Regions from separate parts of the Gossypium hirsutum genome. Here regions 1, 3 and 4 are each linked to region 2. The links are chromatin contacts, called in public Hi-C maps. All regions are on one chromosome and are shown on one strand. Each heading gives the region's core, a stretch centred on a gene start, on an enhancer-like site or on the middle of the called end of the contact. The rest is flanking DNA. Distances are from core to core; before and after follow the strand shown.

Region 1 (2,700 bases), core at 23-2,522, 220 kb after region 2:
ACTGAAACATGAATTGATGTGCTGCATTGAAATTATTATAAACTCCACAATCGTCCATCCTCCATTCTGCTTTAGGTAGCCAGACATTTTAATAGTTATGCAGACATCTGTTGACTATCTTGTCAGTTTTGTTTACTTGGAACTTTTGGAGTTTTGGCTGATTACTGAACTATTCCGGAAACAATTAGGCTGCTGGAGTGCTGTCTCAAATTGAAGGGGCCAACAAGAAAAGGCAAGGAATTCAGGTAAGCTTTTAGTTTCTTATTGAAGAGTGAATGTTTGTTTTTCTTCTATTGCATCGCAAAGTGCTTATATTCGTATGCTTATTTCTCTGTGCTTGCACATTTTGGTACTATAGTGGACAAGTGAGGAAGAAGAGAAGTTCAAGGCTAAGGTTATGGAGGCATATGAGAGAGAGGGGAATCCGTACTACTCAACAGCTAGGCTCTGGGATGATGGTATTATAGATCCTGCTGATACCAGGAAAATTGTGGGGCTTTGCATCTCTGCTTCCATGAATCGCCCATTAGAAGATACCAAATATGGTGTTTTCCGAATGTAAATGGAATCATTAACTTGTCAATCCGTACTCTTCTAACCTGAAAAGAAAATATGGGAAACAGGAAGACTATGCAATAAAAAATCTGTATAATAATGCAATGCATGTCATGATCAATAATTCCTTGTTTCAAATGTAAAAGTCCTGTTGTAAGGTTTCGGTGTCTTTGATTGAGGTCAACATGTCAAGTTTATATTCATGATGCTTGTGGTACCATAAGCCCGTATTAGCTCACTAGGTTCAGGTTTTCTTTGCAATGTGCCACCTTGTTATTCAAATATTAGCCACCGGAAACACGCTGGCATCGTCATGTTTATTTTATGATCGTTCTAAAAACTCAAATCTTCGGATACTCACACCTTGAGGCCTTTTGGTCAAGGACAAGCGGTTTCCATAAGCTTAATCCAGGATTAACCAAGTAATCGGTTGGTTCATGCCAACATTAAGGTAGTCGAATTCAGCTCCACTAGTGAATGGAACCATAATAGATTAGGAGTTTCATTTAATCTCAAAGTGTGAGACTGAGTGAGTGCATGTGGAGTTGTTGTGATTGGGAGTGGCTGAATCCAATTAGGGAAAGGGGCTTATTGGGCCCATGCCCATCCTCAGAGCCACCTAACAAACCAGACTTAATAGGGGCCCACCTTTTTTTTTTGTCTGAGATCGAAAAATCAACAGAACAGAAAGAAAACGTGATATTTATTTAGTAATCTCAGCATCTCTTGTTGTCAATTCAATTCATTTCCTTTGTTTTATGGTGAGCGCCTGCTGATACGGAAAAAAAACAGTAAGCAATTCTGCCTGAACCAAACCGAACCAAACAGATTCCTCTTTCTTTCTTACTTCAGTAATGGCTTCTTCTGCTTCGATTACTCCGTCTTATTTTGCTTCCAGCAGCCTTCCTCCCCGCCCCATTTCTTCTCACTTCCCCTTTAACCTCAACTCTTCAACCTTCTTCTTTCCTTTGAAAAATGGGTCCTTCAAGCTTCGTAATGCCCCTCCTCTCTCTCCTAAGGTCCTTTCTGCTCGTGCACCCAAAGGTATTCTCTTTCTCCTCTCTACTTTTTGAATTGGTGGGTATTTCTTTGATCTGATTCTACCACTTACCATACTACTGGATATATTATTCCATTTTTGTTGAATGGTGGCGTATCCCGTGATGCTTGATTATTGGTTGCCCAGAAACTTGAAGAAAGAAAACACTAGAGGCAAAATGTTACAAATCTAGCTTAATGCAATCAGAGTGCGTCTTTGTTCAAATATTCACTTGATCCCAGTTGTAATTACTAGCCACAAAACTAGGAAATTGTTTGACTTAGAAGATTTGGTGATTTCAATCAAGTGTTAAAATGTTGGTTTTCAACCTTCAATGAAGCCTTGATTTACAACTGTGAGCATCGTAGATCACTCACTTTTCCCTATGTTTGGTGTTTTTTATTTGGAAATAAGATGCTAATTAAAGATGTGTAAAGTTGGCGGAATTTATAACAGCAAACAAAGGCCTTTCACTGATACTTTCCTAAAGCTTTTCACAAAAAAGCTCGATCATTAATTTCCTTCCCTGAACAGCTCCATGAACAAGACATTCACGGAGGAAAAAGAAAGAGTAAAAAATAGCTCCATAATATGAGGGAATTTTCGGATTAATTTCATAGTAATTAGTAGGTGGGTATTTGGAATTTTTTTTGTCTCTTTATGACTTTAGCTGGATGAATCTGATACTGGATCTACAAATATACTGATTGTATGCAACACAGCTATGTGTAGATCCAAAGTCCGAACCAATTCCGTGAAGATTTGTTGCTCTGTATCCTGGTAGATTAGACCCGAGGGTAATTTTTTCACATGCTGTGAAGATAAACTATATGCGAGCTCTTTGAAGTTTCCAGAGGTGATTCCTTTGCTAAAATGGATACGATCTACCAGTTAAAAAAATTATCATTGCGATGTCCAACATCCTGCTATGTTTTTAAGTTTGAAATAATACACCACATAGAAGAGAGAATTTTGGAAAAGGTGAGATGGTCAGTTCTCCTTGTAACCTTATAATTAGATATTAAGGGTGATCAATGTTTTGTCATAGATCATAGTGGTTGAATCAGTTGAGATATTATACTAATTTATTTTCTAAACTTTTAGAA
Region 2 (2,700 bases), core at 22-2,521:
TTCTTGAAAGCATCAGCAGCAAAGCTTTGGATGTGAAATAAGAGGACTTTTTTCTTATAATTAAATTTCCATGTTTACGAAACAAGATGTAAACTGCTTTTAACCAAAAGCTAATCATCCAGGCAGCTACAACACAGCTTAAATTGTCTTTTGGCAATTATCCATTTTATTTTATAATGGCAATCAACTATATAGTCTATTCATCTGTTCAGCTTCAATTAAAAACAATCCCTGTCTTTAAATTAATCAGCTTTAATGTTCTGGGCAAAAAGTTTTAAGCCATAAACGCAGATTATTTTCTAAATAAATTACTGTAATTACATTAAAAACAGAAACCACAAACTTAGCATTCCTTATATTAGCAAAAAACCTCAAACCTTAACTTCTCCTTAAACTCCACAACCAAAAAAGGCAGCAAAGTACTAAAACCAACAGATTCCTCAAAACATAAAACAAAAAAAAATCTAGTATAAGATTCATGACAAGACATGCATCTATCAATTTCATGCTATAACCACACTATTGTATTTACTTTTACCTCGCCAGTATGAGAGAAGCAACCGTGGAGATAAGTTTCGTCCATCCAATGAACAAGGTCACCAACCCAGATCGTTTTAACCTCATCCGAATTACACCCTTGTTGCTGTTTTTGTTGATGCTGCTGCTGCTGTTGGTATTGTTGATAATGGTAATGATGATTATTGTAAGCCATATAATGATGGTGAGGGTACATCATCATCTGCTGCTGCATCATGACCATAGCAGCCGCCGGGTATTGCATGGCTCCCATCCACTGGTTAGGCACCCATTGTGGATGTTGTTGTTGTTGTTGTCTGGTTTGTTGCGCTGGCGGTTGTTGTTGTTGTTTTGAGTTGAGATCAGGAGCGTTGGTTGAACTTGACTGCATCTTTGATAATGTAGATAAACAAGCTGATCTGAGGCTCTGGGTGTTCTTCTTTCCTTCCTCTCTCTCTTTCTCTCCCCTTAATGGCCAAACGAGAGAAAGAAAAGCAGAGAGAGAGGGGGGGTGCTGTAGAAGGGAATGTAAGGTTATAAAGGGTGGCGGTGGATCTGAGTTGAAGGGGTAAATAGCGAGAAGGAAGGGCCTCGGCCTCGGGTACAGCGATGGTGGTTGTTTACGTGTTTTGTTTGTTGCCGGCCCGTGAGTTTTAGACAGGGACCCACCTGATGGTCGTGTGGGGATATCTTACCATGCTGACCTGGCCTCCAACCGCCATTCCCCTAGTAGGTCATGTTTTAGATTTACAGATAATGCATCACTAATTTAGCTGCTTTGTTGCAACTTGTAGAATTAGAATTTAGGAACTTTCCAACCTTTTTTTTTTTTTTAATCATTGTAATTTCAATATGACAAACCCATTTTTAATGTTTTTTATTTCTATTTTTAACATCTTTTATTTGATGAATTTATTTTATGTGTAACTTTGGTAAGTTCATCATCATCAATTTATAAAAGGTTTTTTAATTCGATACGTTGATCAAATAATTGAATTAATAGATTATTTTATTTCTATTATAGTAATTAATTTAAATTACAAATGTGAGTTATAAGTGTTGTATGTGATTTAATGCACATACTTCTTTCCATATAATATGTTAGTTACATACATATCACATCATCATTGCAATAATATCCTACAATTTTTTTTTTGTTTTAAATAATTTCAAATAATCATATGTATACGATCATAAGAAATAAGAAATACTGTTTGAAATAGTACCCTTAATGTAGTAATTTTTAAATTGATTAAAATAATAAAATTACCACATGCTCATTTAATTGATCGTTATATGTTTGTCTTGAATGATTTTAGCATTAACAGCAAAATATATAAGTAAATATAAGCTCCTTGATCACCTAAGGTTTAATTAATAATAAGTTGCATTATATGAATGGATTATAATGTAAAAAGACAACTCATATGTCGTCTGAATTACCCATAGTCCGTAAAATCAGATTAAGCAAATAATTAAAATAATAGGGGACTATTATGCCGTGTATAAGTCCAATTGGGGTATTAACTTGTCTTGCTTATCGTAACAGATTTGCTCTAAAAAATAGAAACATAAATGTGATTGTTTGAATTGATAATACATTATATTGGACTCAAATTGAATTTATCTTAAATATATTTATAGATTCATTCACTTATAACATAAATGACTTGTGTATTTTGGTATATTGAAAATTTGTGCTCTCATGATAGTAGGCCGAAAGTTGGTATGTTAGATGCGTGACTTACACATGGCATGACGTCACTCACAATAATGGAACCTTAACTTAAATAAGTAGGTAAATGGTATCTTCTTATTAGCATTGTATGAATTATGAAAATAGAACTAGGTATAAATATTGATACATGGTTAGAAATTGATATAAAAAATCTTAAGGTACCAAAGTGATAATTAAGTGCAACTTTAAGGATAAATAGTGCATTAACCCCCACCATAGACTATGCATCAGAGTACAGCAATAGATTTATATAACTTGAGATTAGACGTTGAAACAGAAGATTAAAGCGCAAAAATAAAAATAAAAATAAAAACGATTCAAAGAACTCCCGAAAGGATGTTCAAAAATTCGAGTCTTTTGACTCTCAAACCAACTAACCCCAATTTTTTTTTAAACCCCACTTGACTTCAAAGTTTAAGAAACTTTAAAACCCCACAAGTTATGCC
Region 3 (2,700 bases), core at 136-2,635, 130 kb before region 2:
GGAGCTAAGGAATCTCGATTTTTTCAACTTAAATAATTCTGATTTTAAAAAAGGAATCCTATTTTTAAATCCTTTCAAATTTTTTACATTAAGACAGAAAACTATTCAATTTGGTACCAATTTTGGGCGTTGCGAGGGTGTTAATCCTTCCTCGTACGTAACCGACTCCCGAACCTATTTTCTTAATTTTCGTAGACCAAAACGTTTTATAAGGTGATCCAATCACACCTAAAAAGGTTGGTGGCGACTACCGTTTTCGTTTTTCAAAAGTCGATCCTCATTTTTCAAACAACCCTTTAAAAAATGGTTTCGACACATTACATCATAAATATATTCTGCATATACATTGATTTAATATTTGTTCCTTATATTATGCTTAAATTATTATTTACGCTATAAATTAAATACTTTACTGTTTGTATGATTATATATAATGGTTTAAGATTAGTCTCACGTTGAGCTGTTGTAAGCTCATTCCCCCTTTTTCTTACCTCTCAGGTAGCACAGAAAATTAAAACTCAGAATGGCATAGGAGAGGCTCAAACTAGTAACTCATTTTCCGTTATCGTTATAGTAAAAGATTTTATTAAAGCTATCTTTAATTATTTAATTTTGGGATTGAAATTATTAAGTATTTTTTTGCTTTTATAATGGAGGTTTGAAATTGTTTAACTTATTTATTTTAAAGCATGATATCTGGTAAAAAAATTTTATATTTGCATGCTTTTCGATTTAGAAAATCATTACTTTTAAATATTTTATGTTGCTTTATAAATACTTAAATGTTTTGATAAAAACTCTTTAAAATCTAATTTTTTTTCAAAATTACACCTCAACAATATTGTAATTGAATTGATAAGTAAAGCTGATTTAAATTAATGAATGTTTTTCCTAAAAACAAAAAGAAAATGATTTTCACATAAATCAACTCAAGTAAAAAGAATGTTCTTACAAGATCACCTCGATGATTGAATGTAACGCTTTTGATCTTGTCGAAAGTCCCAAGTTAGGTCAAGGGTGATACAAAAATTTTTTAATTGGAGTGATTTTAATCTCAAAATTATAACACTTTATGAGATATTGTATTTATATAAAATAATTATCTAAAATTATATTGAAAACGAATTATATATAAATCTTACGTATTTTTTCATTTTAACTGAAATTTTTTAATTAAAATTTTCGTTGAACTTTATGGTTTCCCACATTGGTATGTTCTTCCCTAGTAAATATTTCCGTGTTTCATAAAAGCATGATATTGATATTCATAATATATACCATTTTGGGTAAGTAATATCATGGCTACTTTGACAATATGATATAAATGGGAATTTCTCATTTCGAAGTCAATATAAGCTGTTCTGATTGTGACTTGTAGAGAAGAAGACAAAGGCTAAATGCCAAATCTATATATAGTGTCCCGACAGGTGACTGAGTATATGTCCTAAGCAACTTAAACTCTTTCTAAGAACATGATGGCAGTACTGTTTGTATATCTTGGATTTATGGTTTTTGGAATAATTTTTCTTTGTTTTCTCTATCGTTTCATAGACAACAATGGCCTCCCTCGAAACTGGCCACTTGTTGGGATGATTCCCATGTTACTTCTCAACATCCATCGCCCTCACGACAAAGTTGCCCAAATCCTCAGACGAAGCAATGGCACCTTCTTTTATACAGGACTTTGGTTTACTAATACTAGCTTCTTAGCCACCTCGGATCCTGAGAATGTGCGTTATATATTGAGCTCCAACAGTTCTGTTTATTTGAAAGGTCCTGAATGGCTGAAGCAGTTTGATATCTTCGGCGAAGCACTTTTCAATTCCGACGGTGAGGCATGGAAACGTCACCGCAGAGTTTTCCATGCTTTCTTGAATCACCCTCAGTTCCGGCAATCACTTTCAAAGGTTCTCCATCAACGTATAGAGGAAGCGCTTGTTAAAGTTCTTGAATATGTTTCTGGACGAGAGATGGTGGTGAACTTGCAAGATTTGTTGGTAAGGCATGCGTTTGACATTGGTTGCATAACGGGCGTGGGCTTCAACCCTGGGCTGCTCTCCATTGAATTCCCTGAGAATCGATTCCACAAAGCCATGAGTGATACTTTGGAGGCAGCTTTTTACAGATATGTAATGCCTGACAGTCTTTGGAAGTTGCAGAGTTGGCTTCAGATTGGGAAAGAGAAGAAACGGAGTGATGCTTGGAAGGCTTTCGATGATCTTTTAACACAATTTATATCGACCCAACGCCACAAATCCAAGAAATCAGTGGCATCCTCAGGCTCAAATGAAGAGAATGATTTCAATTTCTTGAACTGTTACCTGACAGGACATGAGATAACAGGCCCAACACCAAAACACAGTCTTATAAGAGACAACCTTGTACATTTTTGTTTGCCAGTGATGATACTTACAGTTTAACTCTCACTTGGTTCTTCTATCTCATCTCCAAGGCACCCATGGTTGAAAACAAGATCAGAGATGAAATAAAGAGACACTTATCAATGAAACAAGTAGAGGGGGGCTTGCAAATACCATCCAACTACGACGAGTTGAGTAAACTAACATATCTTCATGCAGCGTTGTGCGAAACCCTAAGACTACATCCACCGATTCCGTTCGAATTCCGAACATGTACAAAGCAGGACTTTCTTCCGAGCGGTCATCGGGTCCATCCAAACACCCGAATCATAATTGGAAT
Region 4 (2,700 bases), core at 109-2,608, 200 kb before region 2:
ATACTAAAGTCATTCAATTTGAGACTCTGATAATACAGTCAACGCTAAAAAGATATAATCTATTTATAATATTTTTATTATAAGATTTTAATGTCATTGGTTCAATCAATAAAATACTTAAACTGTTCTATTGTAACATTTAAAATAGTACAACTGACCTTTCACATTTGCAGTCAAGTCACTTTAATTTATAATATTTTTTACTAATTCTTTACTCGACATTCGTACACTGTGACGTGATTAATAAGTTAACTAGTAGTAGCCGATTTAGGTTCTTGAATGAACACATCTTTTTAATTAATCACTTATTCAACAAGTGATTTAGTGGGATTGCAAACCAACATAGGTTTGTAATTAATTTTCAATGTTATCTTTAATTTTTTTTTTAAAAAGCAACATCAATATATAAGTTCCCCTAAAATACTACTATTATTTTATAAAAATATTTTTTTAAAAACTTAAATCATGTCCCATTCAAAGTCGCAAGGGTGATATTAGTTCGGTTCGATCGAGTTTCTTTTGAATTTCTTAAACTTTTCATTATAATCCGGTTTAACTCGGTTTGATTTTCGATTTTTTCATATTATTTTTTTGTTTTGAATTTTTAAATTTATTTTGATAAAATGAGTTTTGTTTTATGATTTTTAAATATTATTTGACAAAATTTTAACTTTTTTTCGTAAATATTAAAAAAAACAATAATTTTCAACAACTTTTAAATTATTTTCATCATTTTAAATATAAAATGGGTAAACTACACCCACGATCACTTTAAAATACTGTTTGCCATACTTTGTTCACTCTATTTTTCTTTAATTTCAAAATGCCACACCAACAAATTTAATAAAAAAATTTAACAACATTAGTAGTTGGATCTAAATTTGGAAATATGAAAAGTAGAGAGACTAAATTCCTTAGAAGTAAAAATATAGAAACTAAATTTCAATTATTCAAATAGTAGAAGGACTTGTAGCATATTATAGAAATCAAAAGTAAAAAAAAAAAGTATTTTGGGTTAATTATAGAGGTCCTTAACTTTGTAAAAAAAAAAATTCACCTGTCAATCACCCTATGAGCTCATGTGTTATGTCAGCAATTTGTTAGTGAATTAACATAATTTTTAGCGATAATTATTGATTCGGATAATTATTTAAATTAGAATAATCAAATTGAGAAAAAATTTAGAAAGACCAAACAAACCTTATTTTAAAGTATAGTTTACTCATATTTTTAATATTTACATAATAAAAAATTAAAATAATTATATATTAAATAAAATAGAATACAGTTCCGCTTTGAGTAACACAGCTTTTGAACTTGCATATCATAAACCGTTCAAAGATAGATTCACCCATGCGTAAAATAGTCACGCTAGTAGCATAGCCTGGCTCTACCTATAAACCCTCCATCTACACGAACGTTTCTTTCTCCTCTATAAGCTCCAAGTAAAGAGAAGAGTCCCAAAGCCCCAACTATCAAAAGATACAATCTTATCCCTCCCACACCCATTCTCCCACTATATCTGCAACAATGGCGATTTTGTGCCCTTCATAAAAAAATTTCCCCTCTGCAAAACATTTACTCATTAATCTCTAGAAAGGGTCTTTGTGATTATCGAAAATGGCAACAATCGCTGCATGTTCTTCTCACTTGTTATCTGCTTCTACCCATTTCCATGGCTTCCCTAAAACCTATCTAAAAATTCATTCCCCTTTTCTTCATAAGCTCAAGGTAAAGCTTTTCTCTTTCTCCTTTTGGGTTGGTTACCAATTAATTCCATACTGAGTATTGGGTTTTATACCTGCTTTTAATTGGGTTGACCTTTTTTTTTGTGAGCTTTTGTCCTGTGTCTTTCTCAGTCTAGGGTAAAATTAGATATTAGAAATGGTTCTTGAATTGCATAATCTTATTGAATGCATCATCATTTACTTGTGAAATCACGCGTCTTCTTGTATCCAATATTCTACAGCTGCTTCACGTTCATTCGCTCAACTAGCTAGCTTTATTCCCATATTACTTTGTATATCGACTAGTCGTAATACTTGCCAAAATAGCTATGGCTCTAGCTAGTGCTTCAAGTTATTCCGCTTGTATTGAGCTTTGGCCGGGCGAGTTGTGTCTTACCTAACTATGTTCATTGTAAAGTATGAAGGTACCGGATGCTAACAGCTTTTAAATTGATAGGTTGTTTTAGGGTTCTTTGTTTGTCAAAAGGAGCATGGGAAGTTATATGTTTATTGCATTTGCACATGTTTTATTTTGTTCAAATAACAGAAGTATTCCAGTTCTTGAATTGTTTCGCCTATCACTTTAAATTTTCCTTGTGATAGTGCTATGTTTTTGTTTCTGCTTTGAGGTATGATTACTTATTGGTATATGAATTTCTTTTTACTGGATTTGTTTGGTGACTTTGCTTAAAATTTTGGTTCTACAATCTATAGTAAGAAGCAGGTACTGTTCTTTTAAAAATAAACTGCCCATTTGAATGTCTGCTTTAATTCTTGTATCCTATCTCTCCTGGACAAGATTATCTTTGGCCAATAATCTTCATGCTGGATTCAACTTTATCAATTTAATTTTGACACATGGAATAATGATGTTTTTTTGTTAAAGTTCAATGGTTGCTTACTAATTTACTTTTGCTTATTTTCACTTTACTTTAAAGACAAGATTATTTATCATACTTTTTTATGTGCTTAC

Evidence for each region. A called contact is a pair of places that touch in the nucleus more often than the background predicts.
Region 1: a Hi-C map of leaf shows a contact between it and region 2, with 1.8 times the contacts expected there. The contact joins the promoter of LOC107938012 here to the promoter of LOC107937897 in region 2. A contact is called at or near these places in 2 of 34 Hi-C or Micro-C datasets (callus and leaf).
Region 3: a Hi-C map of leaf shows a contact between it and region 2, with 2.8 times the contacts expected there. The contact joins the enhancer-like site here to the promoter of LOC107937897 in region 2. A contact is called at or near these places in 2 of 34 Hi-C or Micro-C datasets (both in leaf).
Region 4: a Hi-C map of leaf shows a contact between it and region 2, with 2.6 times the contacts expected there. The contact joins the promoter of LOC107931817 here to the promoter of LOC107937897 in region 2. A contact is called at or near these places in 4 of 34 Hi-C or Micro-C datasets (all in leaf).

Annotation. Positions count from the first base shown.
Region 1 is chrA12:3,220,411-3,223,110 of Gossypium_hirsutum_v2.1, reverse strand. LOC107938012 (thioredoxin M3, chloroplastic) reads left to right here and starts at 1,272. Exons shown (of 2, transcript XM_016871039.2): 1 at 1,272-1,599. The coding sequence starts at 1,410. LOC107938005 (methylcrotonoyl-CoA carboxylase beta chain, mitochondrial) reads left to right here. Exons shown (of 10, transcript XM_016871028.2): 9 at 189-245; 10 at 359-758. The coding sequence ends at 562.
Region 2 is chrA12:3,444,543-3,447,242 of Gossypium_hirsutum_v2.1, reverse strand. LOC107937897 (polyadenylate-binding protein RBP47B) reads right to left here and starts at 1,271. Exons shown (of 6, transcript XM_016870901.2): 1 at 539-1,271. The coding sequence starts at 907.
Region 3 is chrA12:3,573,901-3,576,600 of Gossypium_hirsutum_v2.1, reverse strand. It overlaps the pseudogene LOC107931856. Among protein-coding and RNA genes, the nearest start is that of LOC107931867, 20 kb to the right of the region's middle. Within about 2 kb of position 1,385, at least 1 of the 9 cell types and tissues checked has an H3K27ac peak or open chromatin away from gene starts, as enhancers often do. A contact at or near this core is called in leaf, where this site is marked.
Region 4 is chrA12:3,642,913-3,645,612 of Gossypium_hirsutum_v2.1, reverse strand. It overlaps LOC107931817, which reads left to right and starts at 1,358. Exons shown (of 4, transcript XM_016863775.2): 1 at 1,358-1,731. The coding sequence starts at 1,621. LOC107931811 (methylesterase 3) reads left to right here. Exons shown (of 3, transcript XM_016863751.2): 3 at 1-122. The coding sequence ends at 7.